2 separate regions of the Sus scrofa genome follow, and region 1 is linked to region 2. A link is a contact called in public Hi-C data. All regions are on one chromosome and are shown on one strand. Each heading gives the region's core, a stretch centred on a gene start, on an enhancer-like site or on the middle of the called end of the contact. The rest is flanking DNA. Distances are from core to core; before and after follow the strand shown. Region 1 has its middle 160 kb from the start of PDZRN3. Region 2 overlaps PDZRN3 (E3 ubiquitin-protein ligase PDZRN3).

Region 1 (3,037 bases), core at 455-2,954, 290 kb after region 2:
GGGAAATCTAGGTGAACACATATATGTTAATTTTTTATACTATCCTTCCAATTTGTAAGTTTAAAAGTCAAAATAAAATGTTGAAAAAAATGGCTGGATAATTTCACTTCTCAACATCTTCCTTAGATAAGAATGCAAATAACTCTTACGTACAAGTATGTTTATCAAAGCATTATTTACAATCATGAAAAATTAGAAAAAGTGTACCTGTTAAATAACAAGAGAAGGGTTAACTGATTACATATAGCAGTGAAAAATATGTAGCCAGTAAAATGAAGTTTTCCAAATAGACATAATTTAATGGGAAATGCTATAATAGTAATTATAAATATGAACTCAATTATGCAGAGTATATATAAAGAGGAAGCACGTTAATAGGTTGACAGATGATTTCTTCAAAGAGAAGAACTAAATATTATTTACTTAAATTTGTGTTAATTTTCACAATTTGTATACAGTTTGTTCACAATTCATATATTTTTAATGAAAAAGGAAAAATTTTCTGATTTTTATACCTTCTAATTTGAGACTCTTCTTAATTTGTGCAAAGGCTACATTTTCAGTAAAAGGTTTTCTTAGTCAAAAAGTAGAAAAATCATTTCAACCACAAAATTATTTCAAATGTTGGACAATTTAGAGACCTCAATTTATAAACAATCAGTATGCTAATTACAAACTGCAACTCTTCAACACTTTGGAGGTTTAATTACTTTTTTACTGAATGTATTTCAAAGAAATATGATTACACTTACATGTACTGGAATATACGTTTCTTCTATTTCAAATTTGCCTTCCCTCTAATACATGCAAATTCTATATATTATACATCCTTCTGAAATGTCAGTTCAAAGGATGGGAGGTGGCTTCTGTTAGACTAGCAGCTTCTTTTGATAGAGAACAGAGGACATAGGGGTGGGAGCAATGATTTATCTCTCATTTAAAGAGTTTATAAAATGTTGGTAAGGAGAGAACTTGACTAAAGATGACACAAGAATATATTGAAGAATTTCTAGTCATGAATAGATGCATGTATGTGTATGTGTGTATAAAAATCTCCACAGTTATGTAAGTGACTAGAGAAGAATTTGTAATTTGAAACCTTAACACTGGTGGTGGTGAAAGACATGGTGCCAGTGTTTCCATGGCTGAGAGTCTTCTTTGGAATCAGACACATGTGGTGTTTATTGAGGATTTCTTCTTTGGAGGTTGTTGGTTTAGGGACCTTTACATTTTTGGAAAAAAAAAAAAGATCATGCAGAATGTCCCATCTTACTGAAAAAGGATATCAGGAGAAGAACTCACAAGTGGAACATTTGTTACGCAAAATAAAAACTGCCTTGAAGTTGGGGTTTACCAAAACCAGGTTGGTAAATGAAAGTCAATAATAACAACAATGATCATTTATTGAACATCTTCTTTTCTGCTCAGCACTTTGCCTGCTTTGCTCCCATTATTGCTAGTTTCTAAACTGGATAGCCTAGAAAAGACAAAAATAAAAATTGTCTTGCAATGGCTTAGCATCATCTTCTATGCTTAGTGCCCAATGGCTCAAGGAAGATAGCCTGGATGACTTGTCTGAGAGATAGGAATTGAGCATGGGCAAGAAATAGCAGAAGTGGGGCATCAGGTAAGCTGGAGGATTTGGCAAAGGAAGACATGAGGCAACGTTTCCATTAGGGATGACTGGAAAAGAGGATGGAAAGGAAATACCCACAGGCTGTTGAGTTGCCAAGAAGAACATGACTCACCAAAGAGAGATTTGTTATCTGAGCCTCTAGGTCCCTTCTTGAAAAGTGATACTTTTCCTGAGGTGGATTGGACTCAGGAAGCATGATACACGGGAAGCTGGATGGGTTCCATTCCAAGGGGGAGTGATACCAGATTGCTCTCTGCCGCCAATACTTTAGAGGTGAGGTATTGAGTTTCCCTGGACCATCTGATAGATGTACAAGACTGATGGGTAACTGGAACACAGGAGCAGGATCAGCTCCAACTGGTGAATCTCTTGACTGATCCTTGAGCCTTTACTCACTCTTGCAACCTCTTTGCTTCCTTCTCTTTCTCCTCCACATTTCTCCCCACATGTTGCAATCCTGCTGTACTTGAAAGGTTAAGCCACAAATATAGTCTCCACCAAGAAATCTTCCCTGAACCTGTTAAGGAGGAACCAACTGTTCCCTACTTGGTGCTTTCATAGCACTTGGCTTATTTTGCTTTTTGTTAAATCATGTCTTGCTTAAGCATAGCATGCCTTCTACTGAAGCATTTGTTGTAGATGGAGTTTTCCCTGCTACTGTGAAAGCTCTTTGAGGGCAGGGACAAAGTCTTATTGTTCCTAGATTATGACTCATTATCTTGCCCAAATCAAAGATCAGTAGGGACTTTTTTTGGGAGTTGAAAGGAAAGGGTCCATTTCTGAGATAGGCATTCTTATAGTGAAGATAGTGAGAAGAGGCTAAGAGGCATAAGTGGTGGGGTGGTGGTATAGGTGAATATGATGCAGTAAAGAATAGATTTACAGTCATCAGGAAGAAAAGTCAGCTGTATTCTTTACTCTTTCCTCTGAAGGAACCTGCAGATTGATTTCAAGTCAGTAATGATACTGAAGACACTGAAAGTCAAAGAGGTCAGCATGACACTGCAGGAAGAACACTTAATCTGACTTTAAGAGGCCACTTAATTTTGTGCAACTTAATCTTCCCATCTGACTTTAAGAGGCCACTTAATTTTGTGCAACTTAGTCTTCACCTTCCTGCAAAATAGACACAAAACACTTGCCCACCCTTCCCAATGGTTTGTTGTCAAGCTCCTTTGAGGAGCGTGACCTCCTTTGAGGTCACTGTACAAACATCCTATAGGATCTAAGGAGTCCTTGTGATTGTTGGACAAATATCATTGGCATCCCCTGGGAGCTGGTTATAAATGAAGAGTCTCAGATCCCAACCTAGAATTCCTGAATCATAATTTCCATCTTTGCAAGGTCTTCAGGCAACTTGCACGCAGGTAAACAGCTTCAGAAGTGCTACTCTAAATGGCT
Region 2 (3,375 bases), core at 567-3,066:
GAAAAGATAGCACCTGTTGGAAAGTTCCTGTTCTGATGCAGGGGCAATGAACCCATCAGGATTTGGGTTCAATCCCTAATCTCACTCAGTCGGCTGGGGATCTAGCGTTGCCATGAGCTGTTGCTGTAGGTGGCAGATACGGGTTGGATCCCGTGTTGCTGTGGTGTAGGCCCGTGGCTACAGCTCCAATTCAACCCTCAGCCTGGGAACATCAATATGCTGCAGGTGTGGCCGTAAAAAGCTAAAAAAAAAAAAAAAAAAAAAAAAAAAAAAAAAAAGAGAGAGAGAGAGAGAGATAGTACCTGTGTGGCAAACCAGTTCTCCCCAGTACCATGCCAGTGAGATATCCATAAGGGTGTGAAACTTTTAAGAAAAATATATAAATTGATAGAAGTATTTATAAAGAAGAATCCTCAACACAGCACTGTTGATAATGGTAAAAATGACAATAGCAATATGCAAAGGAAATTACAGTACAGCCATATATGGAAAATTACACAGCCATTAAAAGTGCTGAGGCCAAAAATTTAACAACAAAGGATACTGTTTATGGTAACATCTAAGTGAAAACAGGCTCTAGTGCCCCAGGAAAAAGATGATACCTTATAAAACCTCTGTGTGTGTGAACTCAATTTTTTTATCACTTTGTAGCACACTTATTTACACTTTCACACCCACACCATAAAGCACAAATATGGCATAAACTAAAAGGGTAAAAGCTTTTTTTTTTCTGCTTCATCAGAGAACAGGTGATACCTTTTCACTCTTGGTTTTGCAATGTTTTTATGAACAAGACTGTATTACATCAGCAACTAAGAGAAGTGATGGAGTTTCATAATGTTGGGTTTAATTAAAATCAGCCAAATGAGAAATCACTATCGGCAGGTGAACATTTGGCAAAGGAAAGATGGCTCTAAATGAAGCTTTACCTATCTCTACAACTGTATGTGGGAGGGAGGGCTCAAGCATTAGCAATGATTACTCAGACTTTAACAAATTCTGTAATGAAAACAGCTGCTGCCAGCCCCATTTCCCATTCTTAACAACGTGTGTGGCTATCTATTAGAAGTTTGCTTGAAAAAAAACCTCTCTTCCCTGAAATGCTGGACACCCCAGCTGAGCTGCAGTCACTTGCCATCATGCAGCCCTGAACAGAATAACTGCCAAGAAAGGGCCCTCTCTCTTGGTCATCAGAGCCTTAAAGCCTTGCATCATCTCTCGAACTCAGGGGACAGCAGCACATAAATAAAGGGAAAACCATAAGAATGAAAGAAGAAAAGCCAACCAGTTGCTCTGTGCAAAATTCTGTCACCACAATGGCCAACCTCACCTCTGAGTCTGAAGGTGGTGCTTTCAACGGGGACCAACCAGATCAGCCCGCTCCTTTTGTAGGAGACATCAATGACCCGTGGGACCACTAGGGGGCGATCTAAGAGCGAAGTTCTCTATCCTTAAGACAGACAAACAAGAAAGCCTCTAATTTCCACCCTTCAGTCACTTGAAGGGAACTGGCTCCCAGGTAAGGCCTGTTTTAAGTTTTAATTCTAAATATAAGCAAGGTCTTTCTTTTTAACGGCTCTGCAAATGTAAAGCATAAAGGGCTGTGTGTAAGAGATTTGAGAAAGCACACCATATGGCACACAAAGTTGATAAGTTCTAGAACAAATATTTTTTCTCTCCCCATCTACTTCCGAAGACAAGCGCAAGGCTTTCTCCTCCAAAAGACAAAATAAATAAATAAGCCTCTGGCAACAGCGCCTCCAGTGTCCCTGTGAGGTTCTATTTATATATTATGACCATGGCTTATACAGACAGACTGACAAGCGTTCTTTAGCAGTTAAGACAACTACAATTACCCCAGCCTCTCAGCATTTGTTCTCTGTAAGCCGCATGTGGCAATTAGTCACCGAGTGCCTAGTGAGGGCCCCATTATTGGCATTTAATGCTCATAAGCTGCCTCAAATCCTTTGTGGAAGGAGGCAAGATATAAATAATAATTTTTAAAACAGGCAGGCTTACTCTGCTGTTTACATTTTTTATGTGTTTGACTTTTCCTTTCTTATTTTTCCAAGACGCCCACATGAGGAAGTGACTTTGCCTTCATAGGCACATTGGAAACCAGCCATCCTGGGACAGGATGCTAAGGATGACATGTTCAGTGAACACCTACCACGTGACCGATGCTTGGTTAGGTTCTGGAAGTGAACACAGCAGGACACAGACCCCAGCGGTGGTCCCTGCCCCTGGAAGGCAGAGGACAGGCCCTCTGCAGCGAAGGTCCCCTGATTTCTCTATCACGTGTGCCTTAGTTTCCTCCTCGGTGATAACCAAGGAGTTGAACTAGAAGATGGCTAATGTCCCTTTTGGCTCTCCCAGTGCTACAGCCCCAAGAGGTATCTGTTGCTATTTATTAACTTACTGAGGAATGAGGCTTTGAGCCCTGAAGGACAGAAGTAACTCTTTGGAAGAGTCACACCAGAATTTAATTTTAAGTTGAGGTCTCAGGCTTTTAGGAGGAAAAAAAAAAAGCCTTTTTATGGCTAATATTCTATTGTATATATGTACCACCTCTTTATCCATTCCTCTGCTGATAGATATTTAGGTTGCTTGCATATCTTGGCTATTGTGAATATTGTTGCTATGGACATGCATCCTTTTGAGTCATGGTTTTCTCCGGATAGATGCCCAGGAGTGGGATTGCTGGATCATATGGTGATTCTATTTTTAGTTACTTGAGGAACCTCCATGCTGTTTTCCATAGCAGTTGTACAAATTTACATTCCTATCTACAGCGCAGGGGGCTTCTCGATGTTACTTGTCCATAAAAAAAAAAAAAATGCATTAATGGTATTTGCAGCAACATGGATAGGCGGTAGAAATTATCATAGTAAGTGAAGTTAGAGACAATTTAGGACAAACATCATAGGATATCATTTATATGTGGAATCTAAGAAAAGGCTACGAATGAACTCATTTGCAGAACAGACTCACAGACTTTGAAAAACTTATGGTTACCAAAGGGGACACGTGTGCAGGAGGGAGGGGTAGATTGGGGATTTGGGATGGAAATGTTCTCAAATTAGGTTGTGGTGATGTCTATACAACTATAAATATAATAAAATTCATTGAATGATTAAAAAGAAAAAAAACAGCCTCTTGCCTCCCCATCTAATCAACTGCAAGCAGCTACTTTCAGCTCTGATTGAATAATCAATTCTTGCCAGAAGATGCCTGAGTAAATACCAAACAGACAACTTCCTGCCTTGAGTCCTGGCCTGGGGTGGCTCTTTCCTAAGGAAAAAAACTGCTGCAAATGTTTCCACCTGAGGAAAACAGAGGCCAGAGCCTCCCTGCACCCATTCCTTGAAAGCAATA

Evidence for each region. Hi-C and Micro-C count contacts between places; a contact is called where the count stands out from the background.
Region 1: a Hi-C map of skeletal muscle shows a contact between it and region 2, with 7 times the contacts expected there. The contact joins two enhancer-like sites. A contact is called at or near these places in 2 of 47 Hi-C or Micro-C datasets (embryonic fibroblasts and skeletal muscle) and 1 of 2 datasets of contacts at active chromatin or transcription factors (skeletal muscle).

Annotation. Positions count from the first base shown.
Region 1 is chr13:55,065,792-55,068,828 of Sscrofa11.1, forward strand. No RefSeq gene overlaps it. Among named protein-coding and RNA genes, the nearest start is that of PDZRN3, 160 kb to the left of the region's middle. Within about 2 kb of position 1,705, at least 2 of the 83 cell types and tissues checked have an H3K27ac peak or open chromatin away from gene starts, as enhancers often do. A contact at or near this core is called in skeletal muscle, where this site is marked.
Region 2 is chr13:54,779,190-54,782,564 of Sscrofa11.1, forward strand. All of the region lies in intron 3 of PDZRN3 (E3 ubiquitin-protein ligase PDZRN3), which reads right to left. Among named protein-coding and RNA genes, the nearest start is that of PDZRN3, 120 kb to the right of the region's middle. Within about 2 kb of position 1,817, at least 19 of the 83 cell types and tissues checked have an H3K27ac peak or open chromatin away from gene starts, as enhancers often do. A contact at or near this core is called in skeletal muscle, where this site is marked.